Linked DNA regions of Hordeum vulgare: region 1 is linked to region 2. The links are chromatin contacts, called in public Hi-C maps. All regions are on one chromosome and are shown on one strand. Each heading gives the region's core, a stretch centred on a gene start, on an enhancer-like site or on the middle of the called end of the contact. The rest is flanking DNA. Distances are from core to core; before and after follow the strand shown.

What was found. A called contact is a pair of places that touch in the nucleus more often than the background predicts.
Region 1: a Hi-C map of leaf shows a contact between it and region 2, with 3 times the contacts expected there. The contact joins the promoter of LOC123398538 here to the promoter of LOC123398536 in region 2. A contact is called at or near these places in 3 of 6 Hi-C or Micro-C datasets (leaf and seedling).

Annotation. Positions count from the first base shown.
Region 1 is chr5H:456,735,523-456,741,005 of MorexV3_pseudomolecules_assembly, forward strand. It overlaps LOC123398538 (protein disulfide isomerase-like 2-3), which reads left to right and starts at 1,309. Exons shown (of 9, transcript XM_045093001.1): 1 at 1,309-1,502; 2 at 1,599-1,757; 3 at 2,805-2,918; 4 at 3,535-3,719; 5 at 4,342-4,441; 6 at 5,141-5,317; 7 at 5,402-5,483. The coding sequence starts at 1,383.
Region 2 is chr5H:456,493,852-456,499,390 of MorexV3_pseudomolecules_assembly, forward strand. It overlaps LOC123398536 (1-aminocyclopropane-1-carboxylate oxidase 1-like), which reads left to right and starts at 2,596. Exons shown (of 2, transcript XM_045092999.1): 1 at 2,596-2,887; 2 at 3,027-4,200. The coding sequence starts at 2,768. The coding sequence ends at 3,869.

The DNA of each region.
Region 1 (5,483 bases), core at 59-2,558, 240 kb after region 2:
TTTCACATCCTGAGCTTTTCCAAATTCATGAACCATTTTCAAAATTTTCCGTATATTGCGTACTTTTTCTCAAGTTTTGGATTTTTTTAATAATTCATGAACTTTTTCCCAAGTCGAACGGTGAGCCTAGCGGGCCGACCCACGTGTTGTCACATTTGAGTGTCGGTTTCTGAGCCAACGCCTTGGATGTCTCTTCAATGAAAATCTACCGCAACAAGCGGCAGATAGGATTTGCCCTCGTTGATCATCATCTTTACTCTTGACGAGATCACTAAAACTGAAACAAGAGGGAAAAACCCAGCAACACGCCCGAAGCGCATTGCCCACAAATTCGAACAAGAACACGCCCGAGGCCCATCTTCGCGATGAATAGATCCACCTAGAGTGTCCTCGAGTTGAACGAGAACCTCAACCAAGGCAGGTTCACGGAGATGGTGGTCACACTTTGATCGATCTGGTACGCACGACGTCAAGCTATATATGAAGGTATACTCCAATCATCGAGGCAAACATCATCTTTTGTTCAATCATATCTTAGCGAGCGGAACAGATCTCCAAACCGGTGACAACGCATAGCACGAGGACATGCCAGAATGTCATTGCTATATGGCTTGCTCCACCAGAGGGCATGGTGAAAATTAATACAGATGGGGCGGTTGCACAAAACAGACATGGTGAAGCGGTGGCAGCCATATGCCTCGATCACACTGGAGAGTACCTCAGATCCTCTGCTATGGTGTTTCGAGGTATTTCCGACCCAACAATGCTTGAGACATTTGCATCTAGGGAAGCACTCGCTCTGACAGATGATCTTCTTATGCAAAATCTGAGGATGACATCGGACTGTCTACAAGTGGTGAACGACATCAACAGGGGACGGGAGGTCCTCATGCTACCTACTATAGTGCATGAAATAATGAACCATATAGCTAGTTTTGCTTTTTGTAATTTCGTTCATGAGTCTAGAGCTCACAACTTCAAGGCTCATAATCTCGTCAAGTTAGCATGTAATCTTAGTGTAAGTAGACATGTGTGATTGGGCTTCCCCACGACCCAATCGTGTACCTATGAACATTGTCATTGTCAATCAATAAAAAGGCCAGATTTCTCAACAAAAAGAAACACAGAGTGTCTTCCCTCCAACCGTGCACCCAGTCCTCCAACCTTGCCACGGTCGGAACCAATCGCGTCGCGCCAAGCGAGCGAAACCTTTCCGACGTGGCAGAGCACCAGACGTGGACGCGCACGATTGGTCCGCACACGCGTTCGTCTCGTCTCTCGCGAGCAAACTTAAATCCGCACCACCACGCCCCGGTGACGCAGCCGATCGATCGCCACCATCCAGTCCCCCCTCCGGCTTCCAGAAGCTTCTCGACGACGCCATGCGTCCGGCCATCCTCGCCGCCCTCCTCCTTCTCCTCGCCGCCGCGGCCTCCCCGGCGGCCGCGCTCTACTCCGCCGGCTCCCCGGTCCTCCAGCTCAACCCCAACAACTTCAAGAAGGTATCGCTTCTCCTCCCCCGTCTCCAGATCGGCTCCTCTCCCATTTGAGCTCCCCTCTGACCACCGAGGGGCGTGTCGCCATTCGCTTGCTCGCAGGTGTTGAACGCGAACGGGGTGGTGCTGGTGGAGTTCTTCGCGCCGTGGTGCGGGCACTGCAAGCAGCTGACGCCGATTTGGGAGAAGGCCGCCGGCGTCCTCAAGGGCGTCGCCACAGTCGCCGCGCTCGACGCCGACGCGCACAAGGAGCTTGCGCAGGTGAGCACGCCCTCTCGTTTCCTTTTGACCCGCCCACACTCCACATGTGCGTGCTGATCTGCTTGTTTCCTGATGTGATCTCGGCATCGGTAGCAGCGATATCACAGTAATTTATCGATTGTTACCGTATAATTGCTTTACTAGTGCATCGGCCGTACCATTTTGGTGGATGGAAAGACATTAACAAGCGCAGTACCAAAATAATGCACTTATAGTGGGACATTGTAGTTCAGACAGTAAATTACTAAATTTTACTTAGGTGGTTCGATGCTTTTATATAGTAAATAAATTTGAATTCTGCTGAAGAAAGATACAGTTTGACAAGGCCTTATCAGTAATCAGGATTTGGTCTCTTGCTAATGCTGTTTTGGTGTCCTCCCAGTTGATTACTAGCCTGGTTTTGTTTTCAAATCTTTGTTAAGTATATACAGAGGCCAAAATCCAACGAATTGTGCAACTTTAGGGTGATATGTTGCCATTCTATCATTGCCTACAAGTTTGTTTCTTAGCGTTCTATGGTTTTTTTGTGTGCCAGAAATTATTTTTTGTATCAAATCACTCTTATCCCAAATGTTATCGCACAAAGATGGATACCCCCAATTAAAGAAAACAAGCAAGACATTGACTGTGAATTAAGACCGTTATGGCTTTACCAATATACCTGCAGTGCAGCGTAACCACAACAATTCCTCCAAACTATCTCGTGTTCCACATGTGCATTACTATTGATGATTGTAGGCTATTAATTACAGCGTGGTTTTAAGTTGTGTTTATTGTAGCAGACTGATAGGTAGGGCCAGATGGGTGAACATCAAGTCTATACTGAGGCAATGAATACTTTAGTTAGAACTAACTTAGGCAACATGCATCTGGACTACCTTCTTTTGCTTTCCTCTACAATTATATGCCTGACGTCACTTCTTAAACAGTTTATATTCTAAATTAATGACAATCACACAAAATATCTGGTTTTTATAATTAGAATTTATAACTACTTCTATGGAATGCTACTAATATGGTTCGTGATGAATTGTGTTACTTTTGCAGCAATATGGAATACGGGGATTCCCAACCATAAAAGTATTTCTCCCTGGCAAGCCGCCAGTGGATTATGAAGGAGCAAGAGATGTAAAGCCCATTGTAAATTTTGCTCTGTCGCAGGTCAGTTGCAGGAAACCCTCTTTGTCTTGCAATTTTATTTTGTTCCACTAATTTGCATGATGTATTCTCAATTGCACTTTTTTATGTTGCACAAGTTGTTTATGCCTTTGATGTTATGTTTCCTCTGCTACTCCACCAATATGTACATCCTTTTCCCTGGAGTCATTATCTGCTTTGTCTGAATGTGAAGAATAAAATTTATATCCACTTAAATAACTTCAGATCTTACAGGAGATAATACTATGGACAACAAGTCCCATCTTTCTGTTGGCTGAAAATGTTGTCTCGGGTAGCCCATGATTCTACTTATCAACTTCTCCTAATGACTTTGAGGCAGCCACTCTTCGTAGCTTAGCTTGCAAGGATACTTCTTAGTTTTTACTATTCTCTGAAGTTCAGTAATTACCCACACTAATGTTAGCTGACTTGAGTTTCTTCAACATGTCATGTGTTTCAATTTAATTGTTCGTCGGTCATCACTGGTGCATGCTGTGAATCGAGAATCTTCATTCTGTATACTGTATTATGTTGTACGAATTTGTCAGTTATGTTGCAAAAGATGTGAGCTTCCACTTTCAATACAAGGGAAAATATTTATTTGTTTTATGATGCACAGGTCAAAGGTCTTCTCAGAGATAGGTTGGATGGTAAGGCATCAGGAGGTTCAAGTAGCAAAACCTCTGGTGGCTCAAGTGAGAAGAAAAACGAACCAAATGAATCAGTAGAATTGAATTCGAGTAACTTTGACGAACTCGTTATCAAAAGCAAGGATCTTTGGATTGTCGAGTTCTTTGCACCATGGTATGTAGCTCAATACACGTATTGTTCATCATGTTACTTGATTCTTTGCTTGTTATTGAGTGTAACTTTTTTTTTCTGCAAGTTAAGAGAAAATTACATACATAATTGTGCACGATGTAGTCATCTCTTGTTATTTCTTAGGTATACTCTAGCACATTCTTGATTAACTATAGGTCTTCAGAAGTTTCAGTTATAGCCAAACCATAGAAATTTAAGTTTCTATGATTATTTGCATCTGAGAATGTAGAGGCTAGGAGGTTTAACCTTCCTTGTCAAGAAAAAGAGAATAATAAGTTCGTGATTTTGATTGACATATTTGAGGCCTACATTTTAACTAGACCACACGAGCTCACATGATGCTACAGTTAGAGCCGATACATCCCCTTTCATCGGTTGCAAATAGAGATAAGCCATTTCCATGTGATCTTGTTTGATTTGGTTCATTAAGCTTTCTCTGATCTCTTCTACTGTTCCTATACGTTAATCACATTTTACAAGTTAATCCATTTGTTTGATGTATTGGACTTTTAGTATCATATTTCTGTTACTTGTCTATTGAGAGTAAATCCTGTTAACTGAATACATTCTTTGTCTCGCCGCCTATATTGTTTTTCTTATTTAGGTGTGGGCACTGCAAGAAATTGGCTCCTGAATGGAAAAGGGCTGCAAAGAACTTGAAGGGTCAAGTGAAACTAGGCCATGTTGATTGTGACTCTGATAAGGTACGACCTTGGGATTATATTCTCATTTACCATTTTCATCTTCTGGTTGAATGCATCCCTTGCATTTCCTCCTTTAAGGAAAGCATATATTTCAAGTCAATTTTACAGCTTAAATTGCAATGTATTTGCCATACTAATGAATCTGCACTTTCATTTCACTAAAAAGTGAAATTATACAAGTGAAATTGTTGTCAAGTAACATTTGGTTTGAAAATCTTGCTGAGTTCTTGGCATTATTGTGATCAGCAAGACTGGAATGAAGTGTTCTTTTGTAGTTATTGCAATTTTATAATGAAATTAACTCAGCATTATCACTCTGGGGTCATATATCATACAAATGCTGGAGTCTTCCAGCAAATAACTGTGGTTCTCTTGGAAATTTTATTGAGGAAAGCTTCAGTTGGCTAACTTATCCACCAGCCATTTGATTGAGTTATCGTCCATGTTTTGTTTGAGGTGCCACTTTAACATGATGACATGCTATACTACAATACTTTGAACTTTAATAGGTCAATCAGAAGATTAAACATAATCGAAATGTTCCAGGCAGTGCATCAGACTATCAGTATAGTTAGAGTTGAAACTCGACAATGTGAAAGCATGCATGCATGTGCCACCAATAGTTCGTTGGGCCTACCATCCAGCTTCTTTCTTGAGTGGATATTGCAAGTATATTTTCTTGACTTGTGAATTTTGCAGTCCTTGATGAGCAAGTACAAGGTAGAAGGTTTTCCAACTATTTTGGTATTTGGTGCCGATAAGGACAGCCCGTTCCCCTACCAGGGGGCTAGAGCTGCTTCTGCTATCGAGTCCTTCGCGTTGGAGCAGCTGGAAGCGAACGCTGCACCACCTGAAGTTTCTGAGTTGACTAGCGCAGTAAGCCTTCATGATATTAACAATATTTCTGCAGGTCACATAGTGAATGATTGATGTTCTGATGTGGGTTTGGCTTTTCTTTAGGATGTGATGGAAGAGAAGTGTGCTTCTGCTGCCATTTGCTTTGTGTCTTTCCTTCCAGACATCCTGGACTCAAAGGCAGAAG
Region 2 (5,539 bases), core at 1,346-3,845:
TTTATTGCAGTATTTGTTGTACTGGACGATAAACTATTTGTTTGGGTTGTAATGATAACGAAATTGAACTATTTATTGTTGATTTATTTTGTTTAGTTTGATCATTTTTGCTTCTATTCGAAATGTATATGTGGTTTGTGCGTGTCGCGCGCTGTGTAATTTTTACGTGCAGTTGGAGCGACGCGCGCGCTGCATTTTAACGTGGCTGTTGAAGACAGCGCTAGCGACCGCGCTAAACCAATCGAAGCGCATGCGGCAAACTAGTTTTTTACGCGCGGCGCGGAATGCGGGTGTTGGAGATGCTCTAAGGGCAGAGAAGATAATGCAGATTGACAATGACGCCGACGGAATGCGAGGAAGCCCTAAACATGTGGGAGCTTTTTCTTTCTTTCGCCTCCTAGAGTATGAAAAAAGGATGAAGGTAGCTACTGCACGTACGGGCTAGTGACTCTAGAACAATTATGTAAACCAGAGGGTGCCTAGGCCATGACTTGCTCTCCTCTAGTCGTACGTTGGTAGTAAGTACATCCGACATTCATCCGCGTGCATCTCACAAAAAGATACTCACGACATGATGGTGCAGAAACGAAGACTGTTCCTCCCTTGCTCTCTCCGGCCAGATGCGCGAGCAGTCGGCGTGGACCGAGCATGCACGAGCACGACATGGCAATTATCGGGTTTGAACGAGTCAACAAGACCATTGCATCCGTCTCCTGAACCTCTCCAATCGACCAACCGGCCATCAACTCGTGGCTGCTCGTGACGGGCGGCGATTGGTTGGACCAATCACCAATCATGCACGGCCGTCGATCGATCGGCCCCTCTCGCTCCTCGGCGTCGCGCGCGTGCGCGCCGCTGCTCCTTCTCCATGCCGCCTGCGCGCCTTGAGCCCTCCGCGTCCACCTGACCACCACCGCACCACGGCGGCGATGGAGGAGCACATGGACGGGCTGGCGTCGCCAGGTGCATGCATGCACGTACGCGCTGCGTGGCGGTGGCATGGCATGGCATGGCACGGGCGCGGCGAGCGAGCGCCCGGGCGCGACATGGCAACGTGTGGCACGGTGGCATTGGATGCGCGCGCGCGCCCGCGCGCCCGCCACCGCGTTAATTATTTGCCTCATGCGGAGACACAGCGCCGCTCGGCCGGACCACCGCGGGCACGGGCGCACGGGATGGACATGGACTACGTCGTCTATTGCTGGTGGTACTATGTAGTACTACGTGCTACAGGAGCAGGTGCATGCGGGGGTGAGGTAGACGACGACGGGGACCGGAGAGTGATTTGGCACCCACTGATATATCGAGAGATGCGTGACATCGCATGTACCTCAAGCAAAATAAAGAGAGAGAAGCGTGACATGCTTTGCCGCCTTGTGTTCGTGTCCGTAACTTTTATCTACATGGAGGGAGACGTCCGTAAGTTTAAGGGCTATGTTTTTTTTCTTGAAACAACAAGACTTTATTTCAAGATATCCGACGATACGTTTTTGTGGGAGGAGACGTTTTCGTCGACGACGAGATGCGTACGGTGAAATGCATGCTCAATCTTTCAAAGATGCTCATAGGGATATGGTGTGCGTGTGTGCGTTTATAAAAGTGAGTGTATGTGCATGTATATGAACGCTTACGTTTGTACCATGTGTCATTTACAAGGGCATGAGAAATAAAATCTGGAAACATAGTCTCAAAAACTAGAAGATCTATAGCTAAACGAATGTTTATAGGCTATGTTAATGTGACGCGGGTCTTTTTCTGTGCTAGATCGATCGCCTGACCGGGCCGGTCAAACTCTGCATTACGTCTACGTGTTATGCTACTGGATCGATATAGCTGGTCAAAGGCACGAGACTTTTCTAATGTTCATTTCCTGTTTGAGGGTGCCCCCTACTGTTGGGTGATTCGTTCGCCCCAACCGACACATTAAATTCCTGCATGTTATGGCTACGTGGTGCACCTCGACCTGCTCCGTGCTGACAGCTTGGAGGATGTTTGTCATCAGGCGGTCATGCATATGGGCGACGGCGATCTTACATTTTGCTGCATTACATATATATATATGGGCCAAGGAAAAGCTTAAGGTTGCTATTGCTTGCACATGCATGCGTTGCCAGCCTAACGCATGCTATGCTACTAGTTTTTGCTAGCCAATCCTCCCGTCGCCTGACACTAACTTTGGCAATCTCACTCGTCTCATCAGATTAATCTTAATCGCTACGTTAGCCAGCCGTGACCGCCACCCAACATTTCGCACAACGATTCATTCAATGCCAATGGCTACATGCACATGCTTCGTAGGAGTACTGGGAAAGCTATCGCTACGGAAGAGCAGAAGTAAAACACTGTCGTCGGGTGCCGGCGAGTGGGAGCCAGGGTAGGGTGACGAGCAATGGGCGATACGGCGGGGGCCAAATAATTCCGTGCCCGACGACAGATCCACGATCCAGCACGCGCATGGCGCATATCCCACATGGCCTGGTCTCCGCCCGGTCAACCACCGGAGTTAACAGTCCCCAGCACTGATACGGTCAGGTTACACTTACGGCGCGCATCAATGGAGTACTCTACGTACCATGCCTTGCTTCTGATTGGCGCCACCGCCGGGCCGGCGACGAGCCTCTATAAATCACGCACCCTCCCCGCTGCATTTTCACTCACACCACTCAAACACACAGCGAGCGCTTGCAGAGAAGCCATAGAGCAGCAACCTGGGATCAGCTCAAGCACTGACCAGGCGCCGCAGCGCGAACTCGAGGGCTAGGAATTAATGGCGCCGGCTTCGTCGTTCCCGATCATCGACATGGGGCTGCTGGCCGGGGGCGGGGAGGAGCGGCCGGCGGCGATGGACCTGCTGCATGACGCATGCGAGAACTGGGGATTCTTCCAGGTGATAATAAGCAACTCCATAACTTCGATCAACAAGTACACCTTTCATGAACAAAGGTGCATGAATAGTTTCGTGCCGTTCCTATCGAGTTGTACGTTGATTTTGCTTTGCTCTTGTGGCGCGTGCGTGTACCGTGCAGGTTCTGGACCACGGCATCTCGACGGAGCTGATGGACGAGGTGGAGAGGATGACCAAGGGGCACTACAAGAGGGTGCGCGAGCAGAGGTTCCTCGAGTTCGCGAGCAAGACGCTGGAGGACGGCGGCGGCAGGGCGGCGGAGAACCTGGACTGGGAGAGCACCTTCTTCGTGCGCCACCTCCCGGAGCCCAACATCGCCGAGATACCCGACCTCGACGACGAGTACAGGCGGGTGATGAAGCGGTTCGCGTCGGAGCTGGAGACGCTGGCGGAGCGGCTGCTGGACCTGCTCTGCGAGAACCTCGGCCTCGAGAAAGGGTACCTCACGCGGGCGTTCCGTGGCTCCAAGGGCGTCCCCACCTTCGGCACCAAGGTCAGCAGCTACCCGCCGTGCCCGCGCCCGGACCTCGTCAAGGGCCTCCGCGCCCACACCGACGCCGGCGGCATCATCCTGCTCTTCCAGGACGACCGCGTCGGCGGGCTCCAGCTGCTCAAGGACGGCGAGTGGGTGGACGTGCCGCCCACGCGCCACTCCATCGTCGTCAACCTGGGCGACCAGCTGGAGGTGATCACCAACGGCAGGTACAAGAGCGTGCTCCACCGCGTGGTCGCGCAGACCGACGGCAACCGGATGTCCATCGCCTCCTTCTACAACCCGGCCAGCGACGCCGTCATCTTCCCGGCGCCGGCGCTGGCGGAGGCGGCTGGCGGGGCGTACCCCAAGTTCGTGTTCGAGGACTACATGAAGCTGTACGTGCGCCACAAGTTCGAGGACAAGGAGCCCAGGTTCGAGGCCTTCAAGTCCGTGGAGAGGCAGAGCTCCAACCTCATCGCCACCGCCTAATAGCAACAACGACGTACTCCCTTGCTCTGCTCTCCGTACGTGGCCTCGGTTATTGGTCGAGAGACGATGACGCATTGGATGCTTGAGAGAGTTCGTACGTCTAGTACTGTCTGGTGTCGAATAAACGGGCCTGCTGGCTGCGTGCTACGTCTAGCTAGCTAGGATATGTACGTTAGCATTTTGTCATTTTCGCTGTGTTGTGCTGCTTCCGACCAGCATGAGAGCTGTGCTGTAATGTAATGTAATGTAATGTACCGTGTCTGTTCTTATTCCTGGGGCATCGTATCGGTTGTCTCTTTTAATATTTGCGTGTTGCCTCCTTGCGTGAGAATACTACAGCTCTTGACACTTGACAGGGTGCTGCCACCATCACGCCAACACGGCAGAATCGTGATGGACTAAACTTCTACTTGCCGTTTTGGTTTGGGAGAAGAGAGACATGCCACCATTATTCGCCCGGAACATGCGTTGCCAATATTTTCTGCGTCAGGTTTGGCCGACCGCATAAATCATAATGTACTCTTCTCCCAATATGCGTGAAGCCTACTACTCCCTTCGTCACGGTTTAGAAGACGTGCATGAAAATTCTCTAGAACCTAGGTGGTTATTGATTGGCTGTGAAATGAGTTAAAAAATAGCATTCACACTATGCATGCATATAAAAGTAGTACAACAGAGTACTAATTAAAAGCTAGGAGTAAATGCAATGCGCCTTAAACCTTGTCTATTGTGGAAATGCACGCAAATTTAATTGTGCCTTCTAAACCGTGACGGAGGTAGTAACTCGAACGTGGACCAAGGGTTCTCCATTATCCAGGTATCAATTGCGAAGGCATGAAATTGAGGCATTTATTGTCACTTCTTATTACCTCAACATCCTAACCTCTACAACGACAATTCTTCACGGGAACAAGGAAATAATGCGAGCAAGGCATCCTCTCAACATGCGTGAAGCCTACTAACTCGAATGTGGACCAAGGGTTCTCCATTATTCATGTATCAATTGCGAAGGCATGAAATTGAGGCCTTTATTGTCACCTCTTATTACCTCGACATCCTAACCTCTACAACGACAATTCTTCACGGGAACAAGGAAATAATGCGAGCAAGGCATCCTCTCAACATGCGTGAAGCCTACTAACTCGAACATGAACATATGATAATTGGTCGCATAAAGAGTTCATCCATATCCCAAAGAACTAGTAAAACTACTCAAATATGTAAATGTACGACACAAAAGGAAGGGTCAAGTTACAAACCGTCATCGAGCCGACCAAGAGAGAAGGCATGGTGGTGAGGGAGACGGCAACGCCGGTGGTGGTGATAATGATGATGGTGGTGTCGACATTGGTGGTGATGAGGGCGGCTCCCGTGCAAGCGCGTTGGAGATGGCACCGAACCAAAAGCCGATGCACGCAATGGTGGAGCCTCCTCATCTTCCCTTGGACTTGCCCCTTCTTATATGGTGATGGAGATTGATCAGTAATAGAGATGGATCTTGGATGAATGCGTGGTGGTGGCGGCGGTTAGGCTTGGAGAGGTATTTATAAGGCCTCTCCTCAAGCCTCCTTCGTAGATGTAGGTTGCCTCCTTTGATCCATGGGCCCAAGGCGAGTCAAATCCTCCCCCCAACCCTTACTTACTGGCAAAGAATCGTGTGGGAACAAATG